Regions from separate parts of the Sus scrofa genome. Here region 1 is linked to region 2. The links are chromatin contacts, called in public HiChIP or PLAC-seq maps. All regions are on one chromosome and are shown on one strand. Each heading gives the region's core, a stretch centred on a gene start, on an enhancer-like site or on the middle of the called end of the contact. The rest is flanking DNA. Distances are from core to core; before and after follow the strand shown.

Region 1 (4,885 bases), core at 223-2,722, 390 kb after region 2:
CATCTCGGTTTTGGTGCGACCCTTCCTCCTGGTCACCCAGTGCATTCTCGGGAGAGGCAGCCTGGACCGTTTCAGAGATGGCAGCCTGGCCAGTGGCACAGATGCCGAGAATGAAAGAACGTGCTGATCATACCAGGAGGGCGAGATTGAGGGGTGGCGGGTGGGAACTCACAGGTCAAAACAGTGTTAGGAGGAGGGCAGAATGAGAGGCCTGCGGGCACCAGGACAGGAAGGACACATCAGTAAAAACATACGTGGCCAGGCCGGTTCCCAGGGTTGACCTGCAGAATGGCATCGGTAACACAGCAGTGGTGGCTACACAACCCATGGGTGGTAGGTGGGGGGGGGCTCTGTAGCCACTGGGAGGGGCTTATGGGGGTTCAACATCTGTTTCTTGACCTGGTTGTGGTCACGAGAGCTTCGCCTTAGAGTAACCTATTAAACTGTGCACTCGTTTTGTGTATTTTCTGAATCTGTGATTTGTTTTATCATAAAAAGGCTAAGAGAGTCTGGGCGGGGGTGGTGGCCGCACTGCCTGGGTTGACACAGTGGACAGAGGGCTCCGCTGGGGTCAGCCCCTATGAGGGGCTGGCTGTTGGGGCTTGTGTCCTATTGATTTTGGTCTCAGCCCCTCAGGAAGGAGGTGTCAGCCTATTTTATTGAGGGGGAGTGAGGCTCTGGGTTCACACCTGGGCCCCCTCGCTTGGAACTGGGTTCCGACAGGTGGGTCTTACTGATGGGGCCCCCAGGCTTTGGTATCTGAGCCACCCAGGCGGGATGAGGTTGGAGCTGAGGGGGCCACTGGGCTGCCGTCTCACCTCAGGCTTAGGGCTCCATGTCTCTGACTCTGAGAAGGGGTTGTCCAGGTTCGAGGGGGCTCGCTGCTGGTGGTGAAGGAGTGTTGCAGACACCTGGGAATTTGTCCATCTTCTGGGTCTACAAAAAAGTTGGCAGCAAAAGCCTAGAAACTCCCATCCATGTAGATGCGTTAGCAAGACTGAGGGGCTGGCTTGGAAAGGAAGGCATAGCCAGGCCTGAGAACTGCTTTCACAGGCTTTTATGCTTGCTTTAAGAATTAGATGAACTGAGGCTTCGGGTGCAGAAGCAGGTGAGAGTTACCTGGCAGTGAAGGAGTCAGGTGTCCACACACAGGGACACTTGCTCAGGGTTATTGTGACCTGAAGAGCTGGCAGCCGGGGGTGGCCGTCCTGAAGCAGAGGCCTGTCCTGCTCAGTGATGCTGTCCTGGGGCTGGAGATGGAGCCCCAGGCAGACGTCAGCAGCCCTCTGTGGACCTTCCATGTGGGGCTGGGAGGGGCACTGGAGTGACAGCACTGTGCTGTGCGGTCTAGTGGGCAAGGACCAGGCCTGCCGTCACCCAGTGGGTTTCAGGTGGGATCCGAGCCCCAGGGAGCTTTTGATGGCACCAGAGATTGGGGAGCGTGACAGGCCTTTGCCCTGCTCAAATCCAGCAGTGAAGCTCTGCGGTTAAAACCACATGTGTTCACTGTGTGCTGTGTGAGTGAGTCATAGACAGACATGGGGACGTTTCCTAAAAATACAGAGGGATTTATGACTGTGGTTGTCTAACGGGGAGATGCTTCCCTGTGGCTTGTTAACTGTGATCGAGCCACTGTTAGAACCCATCAGCCGAGCTGTTTCAGATAAGTTCAGGATGCCTTGCCAAAGCTGCTGGCGGTGGGGTGGGGGGGAGAGGTGAGTGGAGGCTGAGGTCTCTGTCCTGGTGACCTGTCCCCCACCTGGCAGAGCGCAGATGTCACCATGTCGGCCCCAGGCCTGGGGTCCTGGCTGCGTCCCGGGAACTTGCAGAAGAGCACATGGCCTTTAGCCGAGTGGTGGCCATGACTATGGTGCAGGGAACCGCAGGGCTCCGCCTGCAGCTGTGGTTCTGAAGACACAGCCACGATGGCGTGTGACTATAATTTTTGTCCAGACTCTAAAAATAAGAACTTTTTCCTATTTTTCTTTTACAGTTAGGTGTGTTAGCTTTAGCGTGTGTTTTCTAGAAATCAAGACATGGAGAGACGTCATTGAGTAGAAGAAATTAGAAGGGACCCTGTGATCCCCACGTGTTTAGTTCATGGTGGTGCCTGCGCTTGGCCACTTGAGGTTTTTAAGGGGATGAATTGATGCGCTCAGCTTTTAAAAATAGCCTCAACACACACACACATTTTCTCCTTTTAAAGAATGGTGTATTCATTGGGGTTTGAGTTCTGGACTTTGTAATCATCTGGCTGTGGGAAAAGGAGCGCATTCTCAGACTCGGGGTCACGTGTGTAATTATCTGGCTGGGCAGTGGCTGCCCCTGGGCGACCCTCCAGCCCAAACACACTTCGATGCTTCTGTGGGAAACTGAGTGTGTGAGCCTGCGCGTGTACTTGGGACCGTGTGTGCAAGGCGGACATGCATCTCACACACGTGCCTGGCGTGCATGCATGCCACCTCTGTGCCTGTGAGGAGGGAAGGATCTGGATAGACAGGAGAGGGTGCGGGCTCAGCGGCAGTGCCTAGGGCGGCCCTGGGGTGACTCAGCAGCTTTGCGGAGAAATACCGGCCACGGACACACTCCGTCTGTGAATGTGCTTTATCCTGGCGCTAGCTCTGCGTCCAGGATCAGTAGTTCTTTTCAGTCCTGAGCACACCTGTAAGCTGTCAGCATTTGGAGAGAAGTGGAAGTTATAAATGGAGGGTGACGGGGACATAGCAGCCTGGAAAAGGTGTTTTTTAGGTCAGAGAAGGAACAGTGTCAGTGGCTGCTGTTCTTAAAAAATGGGTTTAGAGAACAGAACCTAAATGCTCAGAGCAGGGGTGATTTTTCCCATCACTTCCCGTCTCACATCACGCCGGGCTTTTAGTCTGGGCCTAACTTGGTGTTCTGGGGAGAGCGTGGGTCCCTGTCCCTCAGGGGATCAATGTGGGTGCCGAGGGAGAGCAGCTCGTAGACGCCTCAGGACGGCAGAGCAGGGATTCAGAGGGACCTTCTGGTGACGGTACGTGGCTGGGCTGCTGCTTTCACCCTCAAGTTCGAGTTCACTTGTCCGCAGGTTGATGATCAGCAGTGCGCCCCCCCCCCCCCCCCCGGATACGTGTACTCTGCTCCCTACTGAATTCCGAGCAGCATCGAAGCCACTCCTGGGCTTTATCTGAAGAGCAAATAAATTACTTGCGACCAAGATGACGTCTTTAGTAAGTAGAAGACTGGGTACTGAGATGTGGCTTTTGTGTCCTCAAAATGGGTCCTCAGAGAGCTGTCCCCACCCCGGGATGGCCGCCGCCTCCTCCCACAACGTGCACGTGCACATCCCCACGGAGCAGCTGCCCACTTGCAGCCGTGCAAGGAGTATGGATGTTGTATCGCCCTTCAGAGCTGAGCATGGCCTGAAGCTCCCGCCTGAATGGAAGAGGTGGCCGGCCCCTTCCCCTTTGCTCCGGATCTCTCTCCAGGCTGGGGACGGGCCAGTGGAGGTGGAGGGACCGGGCTGAGGGCCTTTCTTTTCCAGCCCATTTGATAGAGTTTGACGGAAAACCCTTTACTTGAGCTTTCAACATTTTTAATTCATAGCTTCACAGCTCCCAGTTAGCCAACCGAGCTCTTGGAAAACAGTCACAGAAATATGACACTGTAACTCCTCAAAATAGAAATATGACTAAAGGACTGAAAAAATAAACGTTCGTAATTGGGGCTTTCCCAAGATTTTTCTGAGTGGCATTGCTCCATTGAGTTGTAATTCTTTTCTGGACTTTTTAAAAACTTGTTAAATTGAAGGTGAGCTATAAACCTGGAGAAAACTAAAGCCATGCAACAAAGGGGAATATTTCCCCTTTATGTAAAAAAGGAGAGAAAACTGAAAACCGAAGAATGAAGAAGTTCATGAAGAAGAAATGCCTTTATGCTTTGAGGGTTTGTTTTTGTTTTGCATTTTCATGAACAACAGTGTAACTACAACCCATTGTACGGCAAGCCTGGGCAGCCTGCCTGAGATTCCAGAGACAGTTTAGCGATGTGATTTGGGAAGTTTTACTTAAATTATTAAGTAAAACATGAAATAATTCTTTCCATTAAGTGTCTCTGGTGGAGTGAAACTTGTGAGATTTAAAATTCGTGTGGTAGGTTGAACTCTTCGTGGAAGCAATAGAGAAAATCTCTGTATTTCATACTCATTTATACATGTATAACCATAAAAGGCTACAGGATCATGGCAGCCACGCTGGCTTCTGGTGAGGGTGAGATTACCAGCCAAACCAGCTGGTGCTGCCTGATTAATCTCCCCCCTGGTTCCCACCTTGTGCTCAGGCCTTGGTAGTTCAGTTAACTCAGGACAAGGTCAGGACAGTCCTGGTTCCACATTGGTGGGAGGATGTTGAATGAAGCCAGGAGGCGTGTTTATTGTGTCGAGTCAGCGTCATGACATCATAAAGGTTTAAGTTTGTGGGATGCAGATAGCACATCTTGCCCAGTGCCTGGAAACACTTCTGCCGCCTTATCTGAGGACACATGTGTCAAGGACCCAGGAGTGAAAAGAATGTTGATTTTAACATAAAGTTCTGTGTATAACAGACGAGGAAGGTCAGGCCATGTGGGCTATTTCCCCTTTGAAACCTGGTTTCTGTGTGTTTTTGTCCAAAAACAGGACGTTTGAAGATGTTGCCTGTAATCTTACCCCAAAGTCGAATGCCATAAATGCATCATTTCATCCAAGTTCAATTTAGCCACCGAATTCAAGTGTATCACTAGTTTGAAGCCCTCCTCACGTTAACCCCTGAAAATAGACATATCAGAATGTAAGACACTTTAAAATCTTTTTGATGACCTTGCATCCATTTCAACTACATTTTCTCTGTACGGATCACGTTGGTTCAAGAGA
Region 2 (4,436 bases), core at 866-3,365:
CCTGTGTCTTTGCAGGTGACGCCTCGCACACCTCCCCCATCTCAAGGGAAGGTAAGACCTCTGAATGCTTCGAGTCAGTGTCACTTTATTTATAGACCTTCCCAGAAACCCCTAAATGTACCAAAAAGGGCTGGACTCATCCCAAATGACGAAATGACTTCCTCCCCCAGTGTTTTCCACGTGGATCTCACAAGAACAGGCTGACATGTGCATGGCATCCCTTCCCACCGGCAGGTGCAGAGACAGCATGCATCATTCCTGCTCTTTCCCCTCAAACCTGATCAGCAATCTCTGGGCAGCTCCAGGTGGCCACGGCCACCCACAGGGACATGGTACACGTGACAAAAGCTCTTTGCATCTCAGCACTGTGTTGTTTTGATTGTGTCTCCTGTTTTATTGAAAGAAGATGTTTCCCTGCACTGGCCTCCATGTCACTCTTTCTTTCTTTTCCTCACACAGGGGCGAGGACTGTCCCTCAGCAGATTTAGCTGGGTAGGTGACAAACGCATGTCCATCCCGCTGCCTCTGCTTCCCTCCTCACAGGCACTCGACTTTTCTGTTCTGCTCTGTTTCAGTTGCTCATGGGCCCACTTTCTTCCCCATCTCACCAGCTGGCCCGCGGCTGGTGCTCCCTCCTGCACTGTCCCCTCTCTGCTTCCCAGCCCCCACCCCCCGCCCCCGCCCCAGGCAACACCAAAAGCTCCTCCCAGGAGATGGGGTGACTCCACGTTTGAGGAAATGCCTGGTTTCCTGTCAAAGCAACAGATGAGAAAAGCTAGTCATGTGGTCCCCAACAGCCAGCCCTCCCCTCAGAGGCTGACATTTCCTTGAGGAAAAATGAGGCCACAGACAAGGGCAAAAGACACTAAATGAAGTTATTTGGTTTACAATAACCCACGTTACCTGAAAGAGTTCTGTGTCGATTTAGTAAAACTGAAAGCTTAGCTACCAAGCCAGCTAGGAAAACTTTTCTAGGAATTTCTGAGAACAACGTGTCCATGAAGACTTTAAACAGCCGATTTGTTGAATTTCCAGTAAAATTTGGTGTCTGAGCCACCTTAAACTGCCTACCTGTACTTTAACCAATTCTATTGCCCATAGTTACTAGTAAGTATCAGATATGGTTCTTACTTTATAAAATTTCCAGAATAAAAATAGAACCACTAACGTGTAGGCCAGGAACTGTGTCTGTCATAGAGACACAGCATCTTTATAGAGATGCACCCTCCAGTATCCTTGGAATCACAAGGTCCTTACTCTCTGGAACAGAGCCTATGTGTACTTGATGGTCAATTAATAATCATTAAAAATAGGAGTACCCATCTTGGCTTAGTGGTTAATGAACCCAACTAGTATCCATCAGGTTGTGGGTTCAATCCCTGGGCTCGCTCAGTGGGTTAAGGATCCAGCATTGCTGTGAGCGATGGTGTGGGTCACAGACATGGCTTGGATCCCCCGTTGCTGTGGCTGTGGTGTAGGCCAGCAGTTACAGCTCCGACTCAACCCCTAGCCTGGGAACCTCTATATGCCACAGGTGCGGCCCTAAAAAGAAAAAAAAAAATCATTAAAAATATATTTTAAAAAAATTTTAATATAAAAAAGATTCATAGAATGAATGAATTTAGAAAAAAAGAAAAAGAAAGAAGGAAGGAAGGGAAGGAGGCGGTGGGCGGGGGGAGAAGGGGGAGGACAGGGTAGGGGAAAGGGAAGGGGGAGGGAGAGGGAGGAGAGAGGAAGGGAGAGGAAGAGAGCTGCCCCCAGAGAAAAGGCAGAAGAAAGATTCCATGAACTGCTCCAACACATCATTACACTGGATTACGTACTGAGATATTTGCTGGAACATTTTGTCCAAATATTCCTGAGCCTTTTTCTGATCTAATGGGTTTGCTAAAAGGTGACAAACCTGTGGGACATTGACACAGTCCAGCACTCACAGCCAATTAATTACTGACTTTCTTTGCCAGCAGGTAACAAAGATGATATTGAAGAATGAAATCCATTTTTGACCCAGAAATCTTATTTTCATAATCGCCTGACCAAGCCTTCTAGGCATGGACCCAGGGCACAGTCATCACAGACTGGGCAGCGAGGGGAGGGTTGAGAGACGCTTTTCCTCCTGTCCTTAAAGGCCACCTCAGCCTCAGCAGCTAACAGCCCGGCCTTTGCCTGCTTCTCCTTCGTTTCTCCACTTGGGGTCCCACTAATCCGTCTGAAATTTCTCTTTTTCCCAAAGCAAAATCCTTCTCTGTGTCCCGAGAGCTAGTTAGTGTCTGTTTCCTAGAACTGCAGGACCGTCTGCCCGTTTGGAGTTTCTGAAACTGCCACCAGTTTTCTAAACTATGGTGTATGTTTTCTGGTAAATTCTAGGTTGCTCAAAGATAGAAGTGACCGAGAATTTGAAAGGAGAACAGTTAAACAGATTACTAATCTGAAAGCCAATCTTTGAATTTAATTCTCAGAAGCTCTTTACTTTTGGAGAAAAACAACGGAGTTAGAGAATGGCTTAGCACTTGCTCGGGAAAGCATGGATTTCCACCATCTCACGTCTGTCCTTTGGCACAGCCCTCTTTACCTGTCACCTGTCCCTCCATGTACCACCACGGAGGGACCATGTCCGTGGGAGCCCCTAGGGTTCAAGGGCAGCTCTGGGTTCATCTCATATGCAGTCCTGCATCTTCCCTGCTCTGTCCCTTATGCACGTGATAACCCCTGAAACAAAACCTTCACATGACAGTAGCTGCCTCTGAGTGGCCAGTGTCTGGGGGTTGGGGTGATGGAGGGGCAGTGTCTTGACAGATGGCCCTGGTCCAGCCTCAGTCCAAACCTGAGATAGGTGAACTAGTGAACCAGAAGAATTTTGAAACTTCTTCGCTTTCTTTTTAGGGCCACACCCACAGCATAAGGAAGTTCCCAGGCTAGAGGTTGAATCAGAGCTGTAACTGCTGGCCTACGCAGGATCTGAGCCACATCTACGACCTACACCACAGCTCACGGCAATGCTGGATCCTTAACTCACTGAGTGAGCCCAGGGATTGAACTTGCATCCTCATGGTTGCTACTCAGGTTCGTAACCCACTTGAGCCACGGTGGGAACTCTGAATCCTGAACCTTCTAGAACCCATTTCCAACACCTCTAAACTAGAGCGATGGGTTCGATGGTTTCTTGAACCCTAAAACACACTCGGGAAACTTAAAAGGACTGTGGGCTGAGGCAAAGGGGTCTGGGGTTTGGATCAGGAGATGGTTTTACTTTGTTTCTAAAATTCTCAGGAGCGGCACATGTAAAGAGCCTCCCACCTCTTGCTGGCAAAATGTAAAATGAGTCTCGGAGCATAGAGATCCATGAGGTCCTGTGCTGATGCCTTGAGCTGCCTGTTTGGCCCCTGACGGACATGGCACCCACAGCTGGACACGTTTTACCCCCAATGCTGACATCCGTCATGACTGAACACCTGGACTTTCCCCTGTTCCTCTCTCTTGTTCACAGTACAAGCTCCCCTCTGAAGCTAAAGGATATTAGAACGCAAGCTGGTCCTAGAGACACATAGGTTTTTACATTTCGGTGATCACTGCCATTGCCATGTGCCGTAAAGGCAGCTCTCTTCATCTTCCCTGAAGTGAGCGGGGGCTTCTGGCGTAGCTGGAGGCAGGGGTGGGGGCTGCCGGTCTGTCTGGGAGGCCATCTTCCTTAATCCTGGCAAGCTCGGAAGTTCAGAGCTACAAGCTCCATCCTCAGAGCAGAGCATCCATTATCCCCATTTTATGCAAGAGGAGGCTGAAACTCAGAGAGGTTCTGACACTTGTCTGAGGTCACACAGCCTGGGAGTGGTGGAGACCTGCCAAGTTGCTGGCTCTGGGGCTACGCTTTGGTGCGCAGCCTGGGAGACATGGCTTCTCAGCTGGGACCTGCCCCCTTCCCTCTATCACGACTGGCTCCCAGCCCAGGCTCCAGGAAGAACCCTGGCCCCAGGCTACCATCCACATTCAGGACTCCCACACCAAGGCCAGGGGAGCTGGTCCTGTCTGTCCTCAGGAGAGGCTCCAGGCCAAGGAACTGGGAGGTTGGTCTTTGCATGTTGGAAGGTATGAGCCTCACATTTCACCAAGTGCAAAGGCTGCTGGTGTCTCCAGGCAGCAGGTGAGAGCCAACGGTTCGAAGGGCCAAAGGAGACCCAGGGCGGGGCACTTGGCTTCCCTTGGGGACCAGGCTTTGCACACACTCTCCCAGCATGTCTAGGGCTCCCCTTCCTCTGGGCATGTTTTGGGCCAAAGTTCTTGACCTTGTTTTGAGAGATGTTGGCTAATCTGCTGTTGAAACCCACACAGCATGGAGAGGGGAAGTGGCTGCTGCAGGGGAGGTTTGATCTTCCAGAGGCAGCTGCCCAGGTTGGGCCAGCATGATGGGCATGGGGCATCACTTGGGCACTGACTGAGAG

What was found. HiChIP or PLAC-seq counts read pairs in DNA pulled down with a chosen protein or histone mark.
Region 1: a contact with region 2 is called in an H3K27ac HiChIP or PLAC-seq map of alveolar macrophages. The contact joins two enhancer-like sites. A contact is called at or near these places in 3 of 47 Hi-C or Micro-C datasets (embryonic fibroblasts, mesenteric adipose tissue and subcutaneous adipose tissue) and 2 of 2 datasets of contacts at active chromatin or transcription factors (alveolar macrophages and skeletal muscle).

The regions. Positions count from the first base shown.
Region 1 is chr1:148,061,094-148,065,978 of Sscrofa11.1, forward strand. All of the region lies in intron 2 of ZNF516 (zinc finger protein 516), which reads left to right. Among named protein-coding and RNA genes, the nearest start is that of ZNF516, 76 kb to the left of the region's middle. Within about 2 kb of position 1,473, at least 29 of the 83 cell types and tissues checked have an H3K27ac peak or open chromatin away from gene starts, as enhancers often do. A contact at or near this core is called in alveolar macrophages, mesenteric adipose tissue and skeletal muscle, where this site is marked.
Region 2 is chr1:147,673,991-147,678,426 of Sscrofa11.1, forward strand. MBP (myelin basic protein) reads left to right here. Exons shown (of 7, transcript NM_001001546.2): 4 at 16-51; 5 at 460-492. Among named protein-coding and RNA genes, the nearest start is that of MBP, 27 kb to the left of the region's middle. Within about 2 kb of position 2,116, at least 17 of the 83 cell types and tissues checked have an H3K27ac peak or open chromatin away from gene starts, as enhancers often do. A contact at or near this core is called in alveolar macrophages, mesenteric adipose tissue and skeletal muscle, where this site is marked.